Regions from separate parts of the Gossypium hirsutum genome. Here region 1 is linked to region 2. The links are chromatin contacts, called in public Hi-C maps. All regions are on one chromosome and are shown on one strand. The core of a region is the stretch at or near the end of the contact, and the rest is flanking DNA. Distances in the headings are between cores, read along the strand shown. Region 1 holds the start of LOC107951760 (putative gamma-glutamylcyclotransferase At3g02910). Region 2 holds the start of LOC107950529.

Region 1 (3,119 bases), core at 97-2,596, 240 kb after region 2:
AATAATATTCAAGTTGTGACATCTACTTTTAATCTACGATATATTATCAAACACGTGGACAAAATTATTTGACTCTTTATCCGCCGCTAAACGGCGCGGGAAACTTTAATGAAATCATTGATTTTATTAGTAGTTTTTGATCCCGACTTTTAAGTTTTAAGTAGAGGCTCAATTATTATTTTTATTTAATTTAAAAATATTTAGGATTTAAGCTTAAAATACAAAATTATCGATATAAAAAAAAGAAAAAAAATGCTATGAAATTATAATTTCACGTCATTTTTATCTATTTTTAATAGATGAATGAGAAATTAAATTTTTCCTCTTGATTTTTAATTAAATTTGAATTTTTTTCAAGAGAAAAAAAGCTAAAAATCAAGAAAAAAAATTTTAATTTGTTATTCTCTTATTAGAAAGAGATAGAGATAACTTAGAATCATAATTTCATACCATCTTTTCTCATAAATTAAAATGCTTTAAAAAATTAATGAATGTAAATGTATTTGTAATTATACATATATTATTTTTATATATAATAGTACTTTAATTTAGGAAATATTTTAAAAATATATATTTATATGTTATATTATTAATATAATTTAAAGTTTATATAGAAAATTTGATCTATTATTTAGCTAAATTACATGGTGTTTATTATAAATTATTTATATTAATTTTAACTAAATTATATAATATTTATTATTAATTATTTGTACTTTGACTAGACCTGTCCATGGGCCGGGTGGCCCGGCCCGGCCCGACGGCCCGCTCGAAATATGGGAGGGTTTGGGTAAAAATATAGGTCCGAAATATGGGCTTGGGCAAAATTTTAGGCCCGTTTAAAAAATAGGCCGGGCCTCGGGCAAGATTTTTTTGGCCCGGGCCCGGCTCGGCCCGGCCCGAAAAATATTAAATATATATATTATTTTTAAAATATAATAGTTTTTTTATTTTAAGTTTATTTACTTTCATTTCCTTGACTAGTGTTACAAAATAATAATAATAAAACATCAAGTTTGTTTTACTAATCAAATGTTAGATTTTGTTACAACAATTAATACAATTAATACAATTAATAATTTGATAAATTTACTAATCAAATATTAGATTTTATTACAACAATTAATACAATTAACAATTAATAATTTGATAATTTTACTAACAATTAATTTTAATAACAATTAGTTTTAATTTTATTAAAAAAATAATTTTAATTTTAATTTTAATTAAAAAGGGCCGGGTCGAGCTGGGCTCGGGCCCCATATTTTTTCTTCGGGCCGGGCCTAGGCAAAATCTCAAGCCCATATTTCAGGCCGGGCCGGGCCCGGGCCTAATAAACGGGCTGAAAATTTTTTGTGGGCCCGGCCCGAACTCGGCCTGACCCGGCTTATGGATAGGTCTAACTTTGACCAATAATAAAGTAATTAAATAAAACCATTCACCACCCTCCAGATTGAGAATTTTCTACAGTTAAAATTCCTAACCAATCAAACGGAATCCTCCTATTAATAGAACTCCACACCCCTTCTTTACCTGACAACCTGCAAATCCTCTCTACTTCTTTTTGTTCCTTTGATTTTCCCTCACTTTCTAGCCAACCAAACACCACTAGAATGGGTGTGGAATTGGAAAACAGTAATTGTACGAACCTCGTGTTCACATATGGCACCTTGAAACGGGGCTTTGCCAATCACGTGCTCCTTCAAGATTTGATGCGAACGGGAGACGCCGTATTCAAAGGCACTTACTGTACCCTGCAGAAATACCCGCTCGTTTGCGGGCCATACCGCGTCCCTTTCCTCCTCAACATGGCCGGTTCGGGACTCCGAGTCACGGGAGAGTTGTACGCAGTGTCGGCTCGGGGGCTGGACCGCCTGGACGAATTGGAAGGCACAAGTCGCGGGCATTACGAGCGGAGGCCCATCCATCTGACGCCGGCTGGGGAGGAAGAGCTATTGCCGTGCGCAGCTCAGGCGTATTACGCGCACAAGAGTTACGAGGAGGAGATGTGGAAGAGGAACGGGAGAAAAGGGTTTGGGGTATATTCGGAGAAAGAAGCCAAAGGTTATGTGAAACGTAAGGATAGGCCTCAAAATCTCAGTTTCTTGGATCATATTAGGATCTTCATTTCGTCTCCTTCTGATTAAATCAATAAACATAAACAGTTGGAGAAAAATTTTGAATGTTGTAATGCTTGTAAAATTTTTCTCGAGATTTCAATGAGAAACGAGATTGAATTTTCTCAAATTTGTTGCCATTTTTTGCATGGTCATGGTGGAAATTAAAATGTCGCAATTTGAGTTTGTAAAATTACTTAATGGTGTTTAGGTGCAAAATTTTGGGCTTCCATTAAAATTTAGGAGCATTTGTATTATTTTCTTCTTCATTTAATTCTCTTTTGGCCTCTAATAGACAGATTGCGGGAAAGGGTTTTAAAAGTTTAGGTAGTTGGTAAAAACATTAAGTTAAATATTGAATGAAATTAAGCTAATATAATGAATGGTTATAAATTGGTGAAAATAATTTATAGAAGTATTAAGGGTGAATTATACAATTAGTCATCCAGTTTTTTTTTTGGTCATCAAACTATAAAGATTTTCATTTTGCCACTAACTTTATCATTTGTTCCGGTTATAGTCACCCTCCATTAAATCATTAGTAGAAATGATGATGTTACCTTTTTTAATTAGTATAATTATCATTTAGTTCTCAATATTTTCACATTCTATCAATTTAGTCCTAATTCTAAGTAATACCACAAATTCAACCCTTTATATTTACAAATTTCATCAACTTGTAACATGGGAAGGCAAAGATTGCATAATTATTGTCTTTAAACCATTGAATTTAGACATGTTTTGAGATGATTTAAAAGAAAAGCTTCTTGAGAACGATGCTTAATGAAAATGGCCATAACTATAACGTGCAAAAAGAAAAAGTGTAGCAATTTCCTTTCAAAAGACTTCCCCGCAAACAATTATGATCACTATTTTAATTGCACTATTTAATTATTATAAATTTTTAATTTAGATACTAAAATATATATTTTTTATAATAATAATTGAATAATCATTTAATACATATGAGGTAGAGTTTTTTAACTCCACAAGTAGAGTTAA
Region 2 (2,835 bases), core at 217-2,716:
ACTCCCTCACGAGGCACAACATTTTTTTGGTCGAGGGTTTAGGGTTGGAATGGATCGCAAGGAACAGAAAAAGCTGGCCACCAAAATTGAGAAGGAGATGACATAAGAGATTAGGAAAAAAGAAGAGGTTGAAAAGAAGCTAGAGGAAGTCGTTGTGTAGAGGGTTAAACTCTCCAATAGGAAATGAAACAGAAAACTCAAATCAACCGTGGGTTTCTCCATTCCTTCTTTTTTCTTCCTTCTTCTCTTCTGCTTCTTAAATTGGGGTTCCACCGTAGCTAGTTAATGTACAACGTGGCTAGTTAATGGGTCACCTCAACTTTCTGTTACGTTTGTAGAGGAAAATGTTCATTTGTGACCGATTTGTTATTTTTATTAAAGTTTAGTGATTGAATTGTAATTTTTTAAAGTTTAATAATTATTTTATTATTTTAATTAAAGTTGAGTGATTATCAGTTTACTTCACCCTTATTTTTACTAAAGATGAAGAGCAATTTAAAATTCGAGAAAATACCATATCATCAAATGTTTATCTTTGATTTTTAAGATTTCAACTTTCAACAATCTCCTTATTTTACAGAAGTTCTTTTAAAATCGTGTTTATTGGAATACTAATGGCATGCATGCGAATACGGCAAAGAAATTCGGAAAAAAGGAAAATCTTGAACGTTAGAGAAGATATTTATTGTCATATAGAAGAATTAAAAATTGCAGAAAAAATAGAATTTTTGTTAAAATTTGCCAAAATGTGTTGCATAAAATATATTCTTTGAGTAAATTTAGACACTGACCTCTAGGTGTGTTCACTATTTATAATTGGCTGGAAACTTAAATGGGACTATAGAATATAAAGAAAATGAAGATAGCATTAATTTTTATTTAAAATTTTTATTCAATAAATAAATATATGATACTGCATGTGAAATAATGAGTGGAAACTGTTTATGATATGTTTTAATTAGATTAATTTATTTTTATATTAATATTTGATCTCAATTTTTTTTGTGTGAGCGGAAAAGTTAATTGATGTTAAAAAAATTTCACTTGTCATCTTCCTGACTTAAAATTACAGTTTTATACAATAAATTGATCTTGAATTGCACAAAAAATATAATGTAATGTAATTAACATACAATTATTACTTATTATGATTATCATTAATTTTAGGTATTCCAAAATAAATTGAATTTTTTAAATTTATTCTAAAATGTTAAGCATTAAATTGCTAATACATTTCAGATTATTAATTTTGAAATTCTTTTTTGTAAATTTATAATAAATTCAATTTATAAGAAATGCAATTACTTAAATTAATTGTTGATTTTGTATAATTTTATTTTTTTCAATTACTTAAATTTGAGAAATAATTGTTATACATGCAATTTTACCGAATATTATGTGAAAGTAAACGTCCACGTAACCACCTCTGGGAACTCATAAAATAAAATAATAAATGGAGAAAAGAAAAAGGAAAAAGGAAAAAGGAAAAAGGAAAACATCCTTCCATTTTATCCTCAACACACCAACAGAAGCAGCGACTTAGAGCCTTTCTCTCTCAAACATTCACCAAAATCTTTGTGGATGGGGATGTCTTCTGCTTCCAATTCTCCATCCTAAACAAAGAAAACTCGATTCCCAGACAGCTCTTCCTTCCCTAATAGATTCCCATTTTAGTTAATAATAAAACCAAGTGTTTGAACTACTTTCAACTATGTCCTTCCTTACTTCTATTTCATCTCCTCCACAAATTAACTCCCTTTTTTGCTCTCCAATTTTCTCTCTTTACCGCTTCCATGCTCCTTCATTTTCTTCTCTATATCACCGCAAACAAAGTTATGGGAGTGGGAGGATTATAAGAGAGTTGGGGTTTCTGGGTGATTTCAGAGGTAAAGGGAGGGTGACTTCTGGTTCAATGGGGAAACAGAAAGGTGGGTTCTTTTGGGTTTCTTCTCCTTGTAGTTCTGGAGGGAGTTGTAGCTGTAGCAGTAGCAAAGGAGATGAATTTGAGAGTGAAGAAGATGAGGAGGAAGTCGATGATGAAGAAGAAGTTGCTCGTTCGTTTTGTGTTTTGCCTGACAGATGGGATGTTCTTGGCCTTGGTCAAGCCATGGTATATTTCTTAACCATTCTTGCTTATATGTTGTCTCTTGTGTTTTGAATTTATACTTAATGTTAAATTTGTGTTTTTTCAATGTCTTTTTTAGTAAAGTATAGGGAAAAGAGAATTGATGTTAAGGATACAAGCCTTGTAATGTAGTACATTTCTATTTCGTTTCTTAGAGAGGAAAATGTAGTTTGGCTGATATATTTTCTTTTGTTCCTTCCAATCCTACATTTTTTTTGTTGCTTTTAAATCATTAAGGCTTTGGTACTTTGTTCGGGCACCTGCTTTTTACAATTTTCCTTTTGATTTTCTTAAAGCTGGTTAAAAGCATTATCATATTTGTTAAAATTATATTAATAGCTAAAATATGATACACATTGAAACATAATTGTTCTGTAATTATGCATTTTGTCACGCAAAAATTTAATGAACAGATGTTATGCCTCATTTAGGATTTTGGTTGCATTTTCTTACCTTTACCTTAGAAACAACTAGCATCTAGTAAGCATAAAAATAAAGTAGAACCTTACTTATTAATGAAAAGATTGGTCAATTTGGGCTCTATTTTTGGGAACCTGTAAAAATTTCGGCTAGGGGTTAAAGAACTGTTTCCATTCTTCGTCTTGAATAATAATCTGCTGTGTCTATCAAGGTGTTCTTACTGGTTTGTGCGTTTGTTGCTTTACTTAGAAGGCAATTACAAGAAGTTGAGTTATGAAATGGATTATTTA

What was found. A called contact is a pair of places that touch in the nucleus more often than the background predicts.
Region 1: a contact with region 2 is called in a Hi-C map of leaf, with 2.1 times the contacts expected there. The contact joins the promoter of LOC107951760 here to the promoter of LOC107950529 in region 2. A contact is called at or near these places in 17 of 34 Hi-C or Micro-C datasets (anther, callus, cotyledon and 5 more).

What each region holds. Positions count from the first base shown.
Region 1 is chrD03:9,638,725-9,641,843 of Gossypium_hirsutum_v2.1, forward strand. It overlaps LOC107951760 (putative gamma-glutamylcyclotransferase At3g02910), which reads left to right and starts at 1,347. Exons shown (of 1, transcript XM_016886898.2): 1 at 1,347-2,247. The coding sequence starts at 1,614. The coding sequence ends at 2,147.
Region 2 is chrD03:9,399,204-9,402,038 of Gossypium_hirsutum_v2.1, forward strand. It overlaps LOC107950529, which reads left to right and starts at 1,467. Exons shown (of 5, transcript XM_016885399.2): 1 at 1,467-2,110. The coding sequence starts at 1,712.